Linked DNA regions of Arachis hypogaea: region 2 is linked to region 1. The links are chromatin contacts, called in public Hi-C maps. All regions are on one chromosome and are shown on one strand. Each heading gives the region's core, a stretch centred on a gene start, on an enhancer-like site or on the middle of the called end of the contact. The rest is flanking DNA. Distances are from core to core; before and after follow the strand shown.

What was found. Hi-C and Micro-C count contacts between places; a contact is called where the count stands out from the background.
Region 2: a Hi-C map of an unstated tissue shows a contact between it and region 1, with 5 times the contacts expected there. The contact joins the promoter of LOC112733092 here to the promoter of LOC112733084 in region 1. A contact is called at or near these places in 2 of 8 Hi-C or Micro-C datasets (leaf and an unstated tissue).

The regions. Positions count from the first base shown.
Region 1 is chr13:123,149,535-123,157,142 of arahy.Tifrunner.gnm2.J5K5, reverse strand. LOC112733084 (probable hexosyltransferase MUCI70) reads left to right here and starts at 2,738. Exons shown (of 9, transcript XM_025781952.3): 1 at 2,738-3,233; 2 at 3,913-4,011; 3 at 6,368-6,511; 4 at 6,674-6,856. The coding sequence starts at 6,430.
Region 2 is chr13:123,345,515-123,353,122 of arahy.Tifrunner.gnm2.J5K5, reverse strand. LOC112733092 (callose synthase 5) reads right to left here and starts at 3,841. Exons shown (of 42, transcript XM_072210856.1): 1 at 3,676-3,841; 2 at 3,466-3,566; 3 at 601-722; 4 at 322-418. The coding sequence starts at 3,841. It overlaps LOC112733091 (probable inactive ATP-dependent zinc metalloprotease FTSHI 2, chloroplastic), which reads right to left. Exons shown (of 15, transcript XM_025781958.2): 12 at 7,515-7,593; 13 at 7,287-7,409; 14 at 7,140-7,196; 15 at 6,678-7,049. The coding sequence ends at 6,873.

The DNA of each region.
Region 1 (7,608 bases), core at 1,489-3,988:
TTTTAGACAGGTAATAAAAATTAACCCGTTACATTACTTGCACTACACAGTATCCAACTATATTTTATGTCACACAGGCTATATTCATCGAACGAATGTTAGAACACAAATCTTTCTACAATTCTAGTGAGATCACTGTACCTCAGATTTCTAAGTTTCGTATCGTGGAACCGTCTGACCTGCCACAACAGAGGAAAGGCTCGTAAGTAATATTATTTTAAAAATTTTTTGTACTATCATGTCTATTAAGTTTGCTATGTACGAATCATGTGTTCGGTTAAACTGATGAAGTAGTATAATTACACATTTAACTAAACAGTAATGACTGCGGTATCTGGGTTGCTCAATGGATGAAAGAGTACGGGTGGACTGATGATTTTGGCATCACGGTAACCAAATTTATTCATTTTCTAAATTTTTTTATTATTATTAGTAAAAAATGTAATATATATATATATATATATATATATATATATATATATATTATTCTAATTGCTCCGTACGTTTTAAAATTATTAGGTCTCTGATAGTGATAGGACGAGGTTAGCAATCGACTTGGTTAGCAAAGAATTCAATACGAAGAAGTTAGAAGTTATGGATAAGGCACATGCATACATGAAAGATATACTACAAAAATAGTCACGACTGCAAAAGGATATATAGTTTTTTTCCATCGCATTTTATATTTGCCGAGACACGTCATGTTTTGTTATGCATTTTTTAGCTTAAGTGATTCTTTTATTGTAGGATATTTTGTTCTCTAATCGAACCTAATTGTTGAGTCATTTGATGTTTATCTCTGTGCTTAATAAAAGAGCTAATATCATTTAATTTTAATTTTTAGCTTTTAAAATAAATCAAAAGATATAACTTTTATGCATTACATAATTTAAAAGATACTTATTATATAGCTATCTAATAGTATTCTGAACTTAAAGTAACTGTTGTTTCTGGGTAGTAATCAAATGACGATCATGCTAATAAGAAGATTCACATTCGATTATGAAAATCAATCTCATCCCGAAGATATGATATCATTTTTTATAAAAATGTAAAACCAAGCAATAAAGTATAGTTTAATTAATGTGTATATTGAAATAAATGTTAATTGTATATGGTAGCAGCCACACGTGGAATTGCAATGGCTGGATTTTGTCTCAATGTATTATATTACACTGCGACTTAAATATATAAATTTTTAGTTAAAAAACTTACTTTTATGTGCTGCTTTTTATTAACTTAGTTCGAAATAATAAATTTTGATATTGTTTTATAGGATTACTGACATCAAATTTTTATAATTGGGCCAAAAATTATAAATGCTTTGTGTCTTAATTTTTCCAGCAAAGCTTCAACAACTCATAAAAGTTAACAGCATAGATGGTTGTAGATTATAGTGATAGACGAGGGTAAAAGTTGCGATGATAATACGTGGTGATAATTCATAATGATCGGGTGAAGAGAAGGTAGCAGGAGAAGAAAAAAAAAACAAGAAAGAAGGCCAATGTAATTTAATAGTCAATAATAGGTATATGTACAGATATTAGTATATAGTAAGAGAAATAATATTGTTTAATATGGTGAAGGGATATTACAAAAATGTAAATTAATGTTTTAAAAAAATAATAAAAACAAAGATAATTTAAAAAATTAAATATAAAATTTAAAAAATATTTTTCACCAATTGATATTATGTATGAATATAAAGAGTATTTTGAATATAAATTTTTATCTCTACTTCAAATTAGATACTATTAAAAATAGATAAGTAAAGTTAATAACGTTTATAAATAGTTAATTGTTTATAATTTTTATAAATCTTTAATTGAATTTTGTTATAGATAATAACAACATAATAAATTTGTTTAATATCTTATTTAATTTAAATTTATAAATTTTATACGATATAAATTAAAAAACTTTAATACATTTTTTTTAATGTTTCTATTTTTAATGTTTAAATTATTATATCCAATTTATATGATTAAAATTAAAATTAGAAAAGTTAATCTTTTAAAAAGCTACTGAATATATTAAATAATATTTAAGCAGGTCAGTACACTAAACTTGAGTAGTGTTCCATCTAATTTAGAATCATTGTGCATTACAAAAAATATTTTATTTTACCGCTATTATTTAACATGATTTTTTATAAATTCCTGCAATATTGATAAGAGAAGTCCTTTTTTCTTTTTCATTGTTCGGAATTCAATTTACATGATTTTCTATTTTTAGTATGCAGGAGTTTTATAAACCCCCTTTAAAAAAAATTTAATATTGGATAAATAGCCGCTTCTTTCAACTTTTTCCAAAATTTGGCGCAAAATGAAAACTTAAACCCGCCCAAACCAAAACATTCTTCTCAATCCTTCCCTAAATCCATCGTCTATGCTTCTCACCAGAATCTCTGTTTTGCTGAGCTTGTGTTTCCTAAACCCATCATCTATCCTTCTCTAAACCCATCTTCTCGTTAGAAACTCTGTTCGTTGGCTGCTGCTGTTACTAGTTGCGTTGCTGACGCTCTTACTCGCTATTCGCCTGTTGCCACCAATGTTTTGAAAACCGGACCGCACTGGTTTGTCGAACCGGTTCAACTGAGAACCGGCCATGTAAACGGTCTGGTTTAGTATGTAAAACCGTTCATTTAAAACCGCTCGAGAACCACTAAACCGGCCGGTAACCGGTCGGTCAGACTGGACCGGATGCCGGCCGGTTTACAAAAACGACGTCGTTTCCTTTGCTGAATGGGAAAAGATTGCACGCGTTATCCACTATCCCCCACTTCTCCAAGTCTCCAACTCCTTCCTGCAGCAAATGCCCTAGCCTCCACCAAAGAAAGCAAACCCTAGCAGCCTCCACCAATCGTTGTCGCCGTCTGTCGGAGTGGGAGATTGCTGCCGTCGTCCGTCGCAATCAAGAACTACCGTCTTCGTGCTCTCGGGCCTCTCGCCGGATCCTCCGCGTCGTGTGCTCGCATCTCGCCTCTCTCCTCTGTGCTCGGCTGCTCGCGCCTCCCTCCGCCAGTGAGTGCTCGAGCTGTGCGCGTTGGTTGCTGCTCGTCGTCCGTGGTTGTCTCTGCTTGATTCTGCCTCCCAGTGTCACTCGAGTCTCGTCTCAGTCACTGGCATCTCGTGGTTCGCCTGTCTCGTCGCCGGCGGCAGAAGCAACTCGTGGGTTTGTCCCTTGCGTCGTCGCCTTCCGCCGGGTGGTCGCTGACTCGCCGTCGACCGTTGGTGAGTCCCTGCACCATCTCTTCCTTGTTCTCTCTTCTCCAGATTTCCCTTCTCCCTGTATATTTGCATGTTGCTGAAAAAATTGCTAATCAATAAATTTGCCTTGTTGCTGATCTAAATGTTGCTGTAAACTTGAATAATAGATTTGTTAATTTTGTTAATTTTGTTGCTGTAACTTGAATTTGTTGCTGAATTTGTGGCTTCCCAGTCACAGAATCATAACAGAATGCTCAGTCAGTGCTTGGTTGAATTGGCTTTGCTCACTGATTGTATTTGATGATAGATTTTAAATTGATAACTTTTAAATTTTAAATTTGCACTGCCCATGTAACTGATTCACTGTTCCTTCAGTGCTTTTTGTTGTTGTTAATCATTGTGATGAGCTGTGTTAAAATTGGGTTGAAAAATGTTAATCTTTCTTCATTTTTCATTGTTCTTATTAAAAAAATTGCAATTGGTGATCTTTTGATTTATTATATGCTTCATGTTTTTAATTTCACTCTGCTTTTAGGCTTTGAAATCAGTTTATGATAACTGTGATCCAATTATTTAGTTGGATAACTGATGTAATTATTGAGTTTAAGAGATTGAGTTTTTCTGTTCTCATTATTAGTGAGACATGGATAGTTTAGAATTTTCTATTTCTTTCCCTTACTTCTGAAGTTCGTTATTTCAAAAGGTTCAGTGTTGGCTCCAACTTTCAAATGGGAATTAGGAGCTGGTGAAGATAACAACATCTTCTGGAACTGAGTCTGTTGTTTCACTGCCTGATGGGAAAGTAAGATATGATCTAAAATTACAATAGTACACAGTGATGTTTTTTCCATTTGGCTGGACTCAGTGAGACAACTGGGAAATATTCTTGTTTGGTCTGATTAACTAACTTCAATATTTAACCTTGTAAATCATATCTTGTACAATTCAGACAACCTTGTTAATCATATCTTGTACAATTCAGACAAAAGCAGGGCCTATTTTGGTTGCCATAAATTCCTTCAGGAAAGTTCCTCTGCATGGTAATGATTATATTAATGATTATATTAAAGCCTACAAGCATAAAAGAATTAAAAGAGCCTGTTTTGTTTTACTTTTTGACTCAATTACGTTATGGTAATATTGGCTATCTTTAACTTGTGCACTGCAATTATTTTGCATATTTTGCATATTTTGATGATTAATTACATTTAGTTGGTGATAGTTTGTATAGGGTTTTAAATTTGAAAGATATTTTATTATGTTTATTTATAATTTACTTATTATTTTATCATGGAACGGTTTTTCCGGTTGAACCACGGTTGGACTGGTTGGACTAGTAAACTAGTGAACCAGTAACTAGAGCGGTTTGATGACCGATCCGGTTTTCAGAACCTTGGTTGCCACACTTCCGGCCTTCTTCCTTTGTCTTTATCTATCCTTGACCACTAAGCCACGACCCACCGCACCCCTCGTTAACTGCCACTGCTTCCTGTGCGTCAACCCTCCTTGCACAGCCACTGCCAGCGTCATCCTGGCAACCTCTATTGCGCCACCGCATTGATCCCCTCTGCTCATTGCAACTGCTAGCTGCTCCAATTCTGAGTTCAACTAGCATCCCCCTCTCCCTATAACTCATCTTGTCAATTCGCACCAGGGTTCATTTTCTTTTTTCTGATCTTGTAGTTGATGAAGTTTCTATGTTTCTATGTTAATTCTGATTTTGTTGTTCGGATTTAGTTTGCATTTAATTGAATCTGAATTTTTAGATTTAGCTTAGTTTGAATTAGGATTTTCAAATTAGAATTAACTTTAGTTAGTGAACTTTGAACATGTTTTAGTTCTTGAGTTTGGTATTGTTGATGATTTGGATGATAATTCTTGATTGATTTTGGACTGCTGTACTCAAAATTGAAGAATTTGTACATGTGATTTGTATACTCCCTAATTCACAATATGTGCCCTGATCTGATTAAAAACACAATATGTGCCCTGATATGATTATGTGCGAGTGTAACTGCTTTTCCAGAGCCTGTGAGGCTAAATTTGCACAAGCTTCTAGGATGCTGGCATAGGTAGCTGCATCTGCAGTCTTTTCAGCTCTTTGCATCTCAATGAATAGCTTTATACCTTCTTCAGGGTGTCCCTTCTGAACATTACCCGACATCAGGGCTGTCCAAGGAACTGAACTTTGAAGAGCCAAATTTGAAAAAATCCTATTTGCTTCCCCGATTCTGTCACATTTAGCATACATATCAACCAAAGAATTAAATTGGGCAAACTTTATTTGAATATTCCCTAATTCTCTCTTAGTTACTCATATTGGTTTTTTTTACTTTTTCTTATTAGCTTGTGTTCTTTTTTTTTAAAATATTAATGCCTTTAATATTGTATAAGTTAAGGACTTAATGAGTTACTTTGGCCTCAGAGCTTGTGGATTGATTTTTTCAGGATTTGTCTTATCCTTTCCGTTAATAGGCATGCTTTGTAAAGTGTTAGTGAACTTTGAATATGTTTTTTTAGTTCTTGAGTTTGGTGTTATTGATGATTTGTAAATAATTCTTGATTGATTTTGGTTTGATGTGCTTAAAATTAAGGAATTCGTGCATTTGATTTGCTTGGATTGTGATAATTATTGTTTAATAAATTCATGCACGCCAAGTGTTCAGTGATATGACTCTTAACACTTTAGATTCTAAAATTGCATGTTTGCTTGTGTATTACTTTTGTTTTGGATTCTAAATTGATATGCCTCTATAACACTTTCACAGTGGCTGTGTTCTCCAACTGCTCTTTATGTTAGTGGTTTTGGTTGTCTCTTCCTTCAATTATTGTTGCTATTCACTTCTCCATTTGTATCACTTGTATTGTTTGCTTCCACTTGATGTTCATTACTTCGTTGTTCGCTGTTCGCTGTTGCTGTTCACGGCTTTTCCTTTATCAATCAAGGAAAATAATCGTTGTTTTCTTTGGTATATGCTATCTTAATTAGATTGTTATAGTTCTTTAACCATATTTTGATGTGTATTTTTACCATTCAACTAATAAAATATTGTGGTTTGGAATATTGAACTAGAGCAGTGTTATGTTCTTCATGAATCATATTTCTAGTAATGATATTCCTAGGCATAAAAATTAATCCTTGAACCACACACACCCAGATCTGTGTGTATCTTTGTTCATATGCGATTCCAGTAATGACGAGCTGAAGAAAGAATCAAATATGGAAGGTGATCTTCAGAAGTCTTTGTCTTTGCGCCCCAATCGTAGAGGAGACCGAAATAATCAAACCGCATCTGATAAAGGTAATGGAGGAATGCCATCAAGTATGTTTGGTTCTTAATTTGTTAAAAAAGCTTGCCTTTTTCTTTTTTCTTTACTAAATGGCATGCTGGGAAAGTAAACAACTAGTTTGGCTTTGGCTGATGTACAAAATTTGTAACCTTTTTTTGGGGTTGGCAATGCAGATTCAGAAGCGGGTTTCCTTTCTTCAGGGTGGGCCTCCCAAGATGGTTACCCGGTTAAGATTGTTTGGCGGAAGGGGTTTATTCAATTGGTTCTTGTTGCGGGGATCCTGTGGATGCTATTAATTCTTGTTGCATTGTTGTTCCATATATGGTCTTGTCAATCTACTGTCTCCTTTTTATCAGGTTAGCACATTCCGATACTACTTGTGTGCCTTCTCAAGTTCATCCATTATCATTAGCTGTCCTTGATTATGATCACATGAGCATTTCATCATACTTTTATCCTTCACTTGATCTATTGGGAATTAGGCAGAAAGGAATAGATAACATCAATGTTAGATTTTAGTTTTTGTGGCTGTATTCTGTTGCCCAGTATTAGAAAGCGAACTCCCTAAACCCTAAATCCATAGATATTTGTCTTTGAGCAATATAATTTGGAGATTCTGTCTCTCTAGTTTATACCTAAAAATAGTACCCCCCCCCCCCCCCGGGGGGGCCGTTTTTCTTTTTCCCTTCACTGTAGATTCAGGAAGTAACTCAGATTTTTATTAAAGCTTGAACTAGTAGATTTGGTACTGAAACATGAATTTAATGATTTATTGGTGTATAAGAAATTATTCCTCCTCTATTTCCTGTTATTCTAGTTACTTTGCCCTTAACTCTTTGATGATTCAGAGGTTTCACTGAAGGGAAATAGGACTGCGCAATAATTAATATGCATTTTGTTTCTGAAGCATAACTGTGCAAATGCATATGTCTACGTTGTTATTGGTGTATTTATATGCACATTTGCTATGAGTATGATTGCAAAATGATGGGGACATTCTGATTATTTAATTTTATGCTTCACCAAATTTGTCTTCAAATTTCTTCACCAAGATAGTCCATGAAGTGTCATAATATTTGAAATTATGTGGTTTCTACTTGACCTGCAG
Region 2 (7,608 bases), core at 2,592-5,091, 190 kb before region 1:
TTTTAAATTTTAAGAAGATAGTGTCATGTGACATATTTTAGTTATTAGATTAGTTTGTAATATATAAATATAGTATACAATATAGCTATATTTCAATTTTCATATTTTAATTTTAATTTTAATTTAATTTAAATATAATTAAAGAATATTATATTATATATTTTGATGATAAGAGAGATAAAAGAAGAAAGAGGAAATGAAAACTCTTCTATTTTAAAAGGAAATATTTGATTTTAATTGCAACCAACCACATATATCACATTTTATGAAATTAGTAATATATAATCTATAAAAATTCGAAGGATATGAACCTAGACCAACCTCAGGAGCTACTTCTTCGACCTTCTCGGTCTTATTAACAGCACAAAGCACTTCAAAAAGCACCCCGGCAGTCTGATAAGCTTTACTGAGCTGGGCTCTGCAAAACAATTTCAATTTCAGTGGCAATGGGGAAGTAATTATTTACTATGGAGGGGGAGGTAAAAGCTAACATCATATCAGACGCAACTTACAAAATCCGCCACAAGCAACAATTAGAGAGGCACAATTAATACTTCATTATAAGAACTACGAAAACTCCTAAGGCTTATATGTATGTACCTGTCTGCCTGATCAGCCTGATCAAGGGTTCTGACATAATGTTCATAGTATTGCTGATAGAAAGCCTGGATTTCTCTTGCATCTGTCTTCTTAACTCGAGAGGGAAGACTAGTTGCATTGTCCTAAAGTTGGAGAAATTATGTAAGTTACAGTAATAATAAAATGGCAGCTCTTCTCCGCGGAAAAAGAAATGCTGCTCGTCACAAATATTTTCCTTTCCCATTTTCAATTCATGGAATAGAGTTGATTGCTTCAACTCCTTAAGAAGACCTCCCCTATTCCAAAAGAATTTTCCCAAAAAACCCGATGGAATTCCTGAATCCCATCGCTATCACGAAACAAATTCTTCGAAGAGGTAAGATCGTTTTTCATAAATTATATAATGTGTTTTTTGTAAAATAGATTAAAAATACGCGATACCTACTAATATCTACAAATAAAATATTAGAGTGGTGGATATGTTTAGTTAGACTTCATATAAATAACATTTACCATCATATATAATTTTAACAAAATATTATTTACACATAAAAAATTAATTATTAAATTAGTTATTATATATTTATATATAAAAATATATTTATTTAATTAATTTTAATATATATTTTATATTTTAATATATATATATTATATCCATAATTAATTTAATAACTAATTTTTAATGTAATTATTCTTTTAAAATAAGATGTCATGAATATATAGTGCGCAACATTTGCACCCATAATAATAGGCTGGGTCGTCAAACTTATGGTGGCTAACCGTGGCTAAGTGCTGACAGGTCTGACGACACCTGACCACATGGTTGTACTCCGTTAGCTTAATCACAAGCACTTATGGGTAATTACTAATTAGGCTGTTTTCAGGTGCGGTAAATTTGGCGTCATTATCGCAGCCTCGCAGGGCATAGTTGAAATTGTAGGCCGAAAACGATGTGTACATGGTCTGAGCTCAGGTGGAAACGGATAATAAAATCCAGAAGAGTGAAAATGAATTTTTTAACCCAAAAAATGATTTGTTGGGTAGGATGAAAACCATATAAGGAGGAGAATAAATCCAATAAAAATTAATATTAGTCCAAGTTGGTAGGGTTAGGACAATAAAACCCCGTGCTAATGAATTCTCCGAGGCATAACAAAAAAATAAAATAAAATAAAAATAAGCACTTATGAATCGGTGGCTTTGAACGGTGGAAGCTACTAAGAATATTGTTAGTTTTATCATGAATATGTTGTTTGAGTAATGCCATATTATGTTATGTGTTCTCGGAATTAAAAGAAAGGTGTTAAACTTGTAAGTTGTAATTGGAAAATATGGTGGGATAGAGATCTCAACTTAAAATGGCAAGTTTAATCTTACGTTATGAATGGTGACTTATTGGTGAGTCTTGTGAGGGTGGATTAGAGGATTGACAAATTAATAAGATAAATAGGAGAAGGTAGTTTGTTGATGGTTGGTACACATAGTCCACAAATATAGTAGATACGACTTTCTCTCAAGTCTCAACCATGGCAATAAGGAGGGGTGGAAATAGCGTCTATGACTTCTCTCCAGATCTTACTCCGGCAATAAACGACGGCGGACGGCCGGTAAATACCGTCTGGTGCCGTCGAAATTCACGAATCAACCTCAGTTATGAGTTAACCGACTCCGTCCGTTGCGACGATTTGCTAGATTCATCTACCGTACCATTGTTATCTCCAATCTTTGACAATTTTTTCTTCCTCAAACTCTAATTGTAATTTCTCTAATTTTTTATTTATCTCCAACAATTTCTTCCTCAATCAAAATTCAATTTCCTCTACTAGCCCTTGTCCACTGTTATAGTAGCATGTGAAATTTACCGTACTTAGCTAATTAACCGGTCAATTTAATTACATACATCAAAATGTCATCTTTTTCTGCATGTCACGTCATTCGACCACCATAGCCACGATAAAACCATGGCCACCGCCCATTAGAGACGACAACATAATAATAATAATAATAATAATAATAATAATAATAATAATAATATAAGTAAAAGTATATAATAAACATAATATTAATAAATTTATTAAGAATTTTATTTTAATAAAAATATAATAAGTATATTAAAATTTTAAATTTTAATTATTTTTTAAATTAATTAATAATTCTAATATAATCAAATTTTAGAACGCGTATTAGTTAAATAATAATAATAATAATAATAATAATAATAATAATAATAATAATAATAATAATTACAAAAACCTCTCATCTACGAGATTTTAGTTGAAAATTTATCACCACAGCCGTGAAAATTTGGGCGAGAGGAAGATCACCAGTAGACCATTATTAATCACTAATAGAATAAACTTTTTTTTCCAATTAGAGAAAGGTAAAAGTTTTTTTTATACGGTAATATTAGAGAGATAGTAACTTAAAACAACAATAAAAATGCAACAAAGTTACTGAAAGTAGAGAACAACGCACAATTTAATCTAAGAAAAATAAAGATAAAGATAGATAATAAAAATATTAAACAATATGAACAATAAATATATTAGATGTTTAATTCATTAGCTGTACAGATAGTTATTCTAATATTAAGATTTAAGTTGATAATTTAGAGGTGTAATAAATTTTTATTTTATTAAGCCAATTTTAAAATTCATTGTTTATATTGTTCATAAAAGTTATTGTCTATCCATCAAAGTCCATATCTAATATTGAACATGCATGAACTTCTTGCATGAAGGGAGATTAGAGCATTATCATGTGCTGTGTTTGTTTCACGCACGGTATATATACTCACACTCAGGCTTCAGCAGTCCTCATTCACGCATGAAATACATAATGCAGAGTTAGTTGAGAAAATCGAAACAAATGAAACTACAGGCTTACCCTCTCTAATCGCTGCAGCAGCAGCGTCTTGAACTGCCTAACGCCACGGCCGGTGGAGGTCTGATCCAGCCTGTGCGCTTTCTCGAAGGCATAGAACCTACCTGCAATTATCATTACGCGCTCAGCAACATTAATTTGCACATCATATTTCAAAATTCAATAACACAAAATCACTATTATTATTATTATAATGATCGATCCGTTACGTACATAGATAGGCAACCCTGGGACGCTCGGCTTCGATCTCGTTGGCGACACGGAGAATGGGAGAAATGGAGGCGAGTGCGGACGGCACCACTTCGTTGTCGAAAACCTCCATGTTGAAGGTGGTGGAGGCACTCCTTGAACCCCGCCTCACCAACGTGGGCGGCGGCATTACTCCGTCTAGTTGTGACATTCTTCTTTACGTACGTGACTCGCTCTGTCTATACCGTATAGATATCTCTCTCTATTCCGTATCCTCTTCTTCCTGCAGTTCTCACTCAACCACTCAGTTAATTAATTCGCTTCTCCAACACAAAATCCAAGTTAAATTAACAATCTCTAGCTAGATACGATCTAGGAAAATTCAACTCCGATCCTCGTATGTAAAATCAAATTAAACACAAATTATTATCCTTCAATAATAGGAATGAGACTCATATATCAATCAATATGCATTATATTGCAGGAAATGGTTACTATACCGTCCAAGAACGTGAGAATGTTTGAATATGTTTATAAAATCTTGGATTGATTATTGTAGAAATTCACACGTTATTGTTCGTACCTGTGATCAAAGGTAAGGGATCGGAGAATCACATTGTGGATTTTGGATGATGGTAGGGTCTCTGTATGCGCATTATATATTTTGAAGCGAGATTCAAGACGCAAGAACAGAAATCCGAAAGGAAGAGAAAAGAGGAAATATAAACTGCAAGAAGCAGAAATATAGAGGTGAGTATAGAGAGAAGTGCGGTGAGATAGATGTGAGAGTGAGAACGATTGGAAGATAGAGCACCGTTTCCGGAGGTGAAGGGTAAGAGAGAGAGAAGAGTGTGAGAGAGTGAGTGAGCGCGCGTTGACAAGAGTTTGAACCCTTCGAAGTCTTAGGGAAGGACTTAAATTTCAATGGAAATCCGTTTTCCTCTTAAGACGCCAACCCATCCCACGTTCGGTTATTCAGTTATTCTTCACGTCACAAGTCACTCTTTTCTCGAATATTATTCGTGAAAAAATTCAGCATCTTTTAGTATTTTTAATAAATAAATTTTATTCATTCCTTTGTATAAACTTTAAAAATTATAGATATAAATGGTATTGATTTATATATACAAAATTTTGATAAATATAAACAAAATTATATATTTTTGTATGTAAAATATTTATAAATATGAGTATAAATTATTATTAATTAAGTATTAATTAAAATTGATAATTTTTACTGATCATGTAGTATTATTGTTCTTTATTTATTTACTAAAAATATTAGAGAATCATTAAAATTTATTATTTTTAATTATTATTTAATTATTAATATTTAAAAATATAAGATAAAATATATTATTAGATTATTAGACTAAAAAATCTATACTAAAAGAAGGTGTGGTTAAGAAAATGTTTACATTCTTAAAAATTTTTACACACCAAAATCTTTATTATGTTATTTTATAATGTAAGATTTTCAGGAATTTAAAAACTACACTTCCTAAAAGAATGAAGGTATTGACTAAATAATAACAAAAAAAATAAATTTTGATAATTTTTTTAATATTTATTATTTATTTATATATAAATTATATAAAATTGCTATGCATTCAAATATTTTTTCATTTAAGTTTATTTAAATAGGTCCAACTCCAACAAAAATCACTCTCATTAAAAGAACGTTATTACTCACGCTTCTTCTTCTTCTTGTTTCAAATTCATGCTTACGTTCTTCTTCTTTTAAATTCACGTAGATTCTTTTTCTTCTTCTCTTTGTTATCGTCATCACTAACAACACCAATATTTTGTTAACATCTTTATTGATTCTGATTTTTTCTAGTGCCATCATTACATAATTGCAGTTCATTTTTTAGTTTATTTTAATTCATTTGTGTGTTAATTTCAGTTCACTTGTGTGTTAATTTCAGTTCACTTGTGAATAAAAAATTTAGTCAATACTTATCAGTAGTATCAAGTGAACTGACATACAAATGAACTGAGAATTAACACACAAATAAGCTTAAATAAATTAAAAAATGAACCGGAATTATTTAATAATGGCAGTAGAGAAAATCAGAACTAATAAAAACATTTGCAAAATATTGATGTTATTGGTCATGACTATAAAGAAGAAGAAAGAAGAGGAGAAAAAGAAAAAAAAAAAAATTTGCGTGTGCAAACTTAGAAGAAAAAAAAATTTGCGTGTGTTTCGTTGGAAGAAAAAGAAAAAGAAAGAGAAGGAGAAGAATAACGGAGAAAAAAGAACTTACTTAAATTTGAAAGGAAAAAAAATATTAAAAGAAGGAAAAAGATAAGAAAAAAAAAAACGAAAAAAAAAACCGTAACTTAAAAAGTTGTTACAACAAATTAACAAATTGAACGAAAAAGTTTATTCTAAATTATAAACTTTCAGTCATGCAATATGCACCGCTATCGTTTGGACTCGTCCGTGTGACTTTAATCTTTTTTGTATATATTTTGGTTCACCAATTACCAACAAAGAGAAATTCTAGTTAGTAAACCCTTTTTTTATATTAAAAATGTTATCTTTCAGCATGAGTTTAAATTTTAATAAATTAATTAGTCAGATTTATGTACTTTAATCACTTTTAAATAATAAATTTTAAAATTAATTATTTTTATGAATGTAGTAATATATAACTAAATATTCATACACATTCTTTTACAATAATAATTTATAAAAAATCAAATTTATATTTAAAATATTAATTATATCCAAAATTTGTGTTCACATTATTCATTTTTATTATTATTATTGTTTTTTTTCACCATTACCACTTACCACCATCCATTACAATCATTAAAATGCAATAAATAAATTAATGAAGTGTTGATTTCAGATAAAAATAAAAAAGTGTTGGCTTTTGTAACTTTGGATTCCGAGCCGCCCAAAACTCCCAGCACTAAGAAAAATCCGCTCAAGTTACTAACACGGCCAGAAATAATGAGCTTTGAATTAATTATTAATTATATTCTATGGATTTAACTAGTATTCTAAGAGTATATTTTAAAAATATAATAAAAAAATTTTAATATTTTTTATGTATTTAATACATTAAAAATTTAATTTTTAACATAATTTTTATAAAATAATTTTTTTTATATAACGTACAATAAATATGACTATAAAGTAAACTAGTCTAAAAATTGGTTGTGCCATTTCTTAAGAGTTGCTCTTCAAAGCTGTCTGGTTTTCATCATTACGAAGTTGTTGGAATTCTCTGCTTGGCAGCTCTAAGGTCAAGAATGCTGGGAGGCATTGGTTTTATGGAGCCATGCAAGTCCACCAGATGAAAGAAGTCCTGTTTTGTTATGTTTTTCTTCTCAACAAGTTCATTCACCACTGCATCCATCAGCACTTTATTTTCATGTAGGATCTGTTTATGCAAAAACAAAGCAAGCTCGCTCTTATTAATCAACAAGAAATGAAATGAACTTGTTGAAATTGTTCATCAATCACAGCATACCTCTTTTGCGCGTTCATAACACAAGTTCACAATCCGCATTGCTTCCAAGTCAATGTCCTGACAACGAAATGCAACAAAGTGTGTTATTTCAATAATGTGGTTGCAATGAGAAAATTGAAGTTGAGACTTGAGAGAGAGAACCCATACGTTTATCCGGTCTGCCACCCAGAAATTGGTAATTCCGTGGTACTTCTCTGAAAGCCCACCAAGAACAAATATCCTTGCTGCGGACCTCGCATTGTCTGCAGTTTCGGCCCATATCGTACTCAACTGAAATATTATAAAACAAGTTAAAACAGCAACCAAAAAGAACCAATGAAGCAAATAAAAAGGACTGAGGAAACTTGAGGAAAGCAAGTAAGAATTTTATCTTACTTGACCACTCCCAAACCAAATTTCATCAGCTGCACGGGGAGCTAGTTGAACAGTAATATGATCCAGGGCAGATTGTCGACTGCATGACATTAGT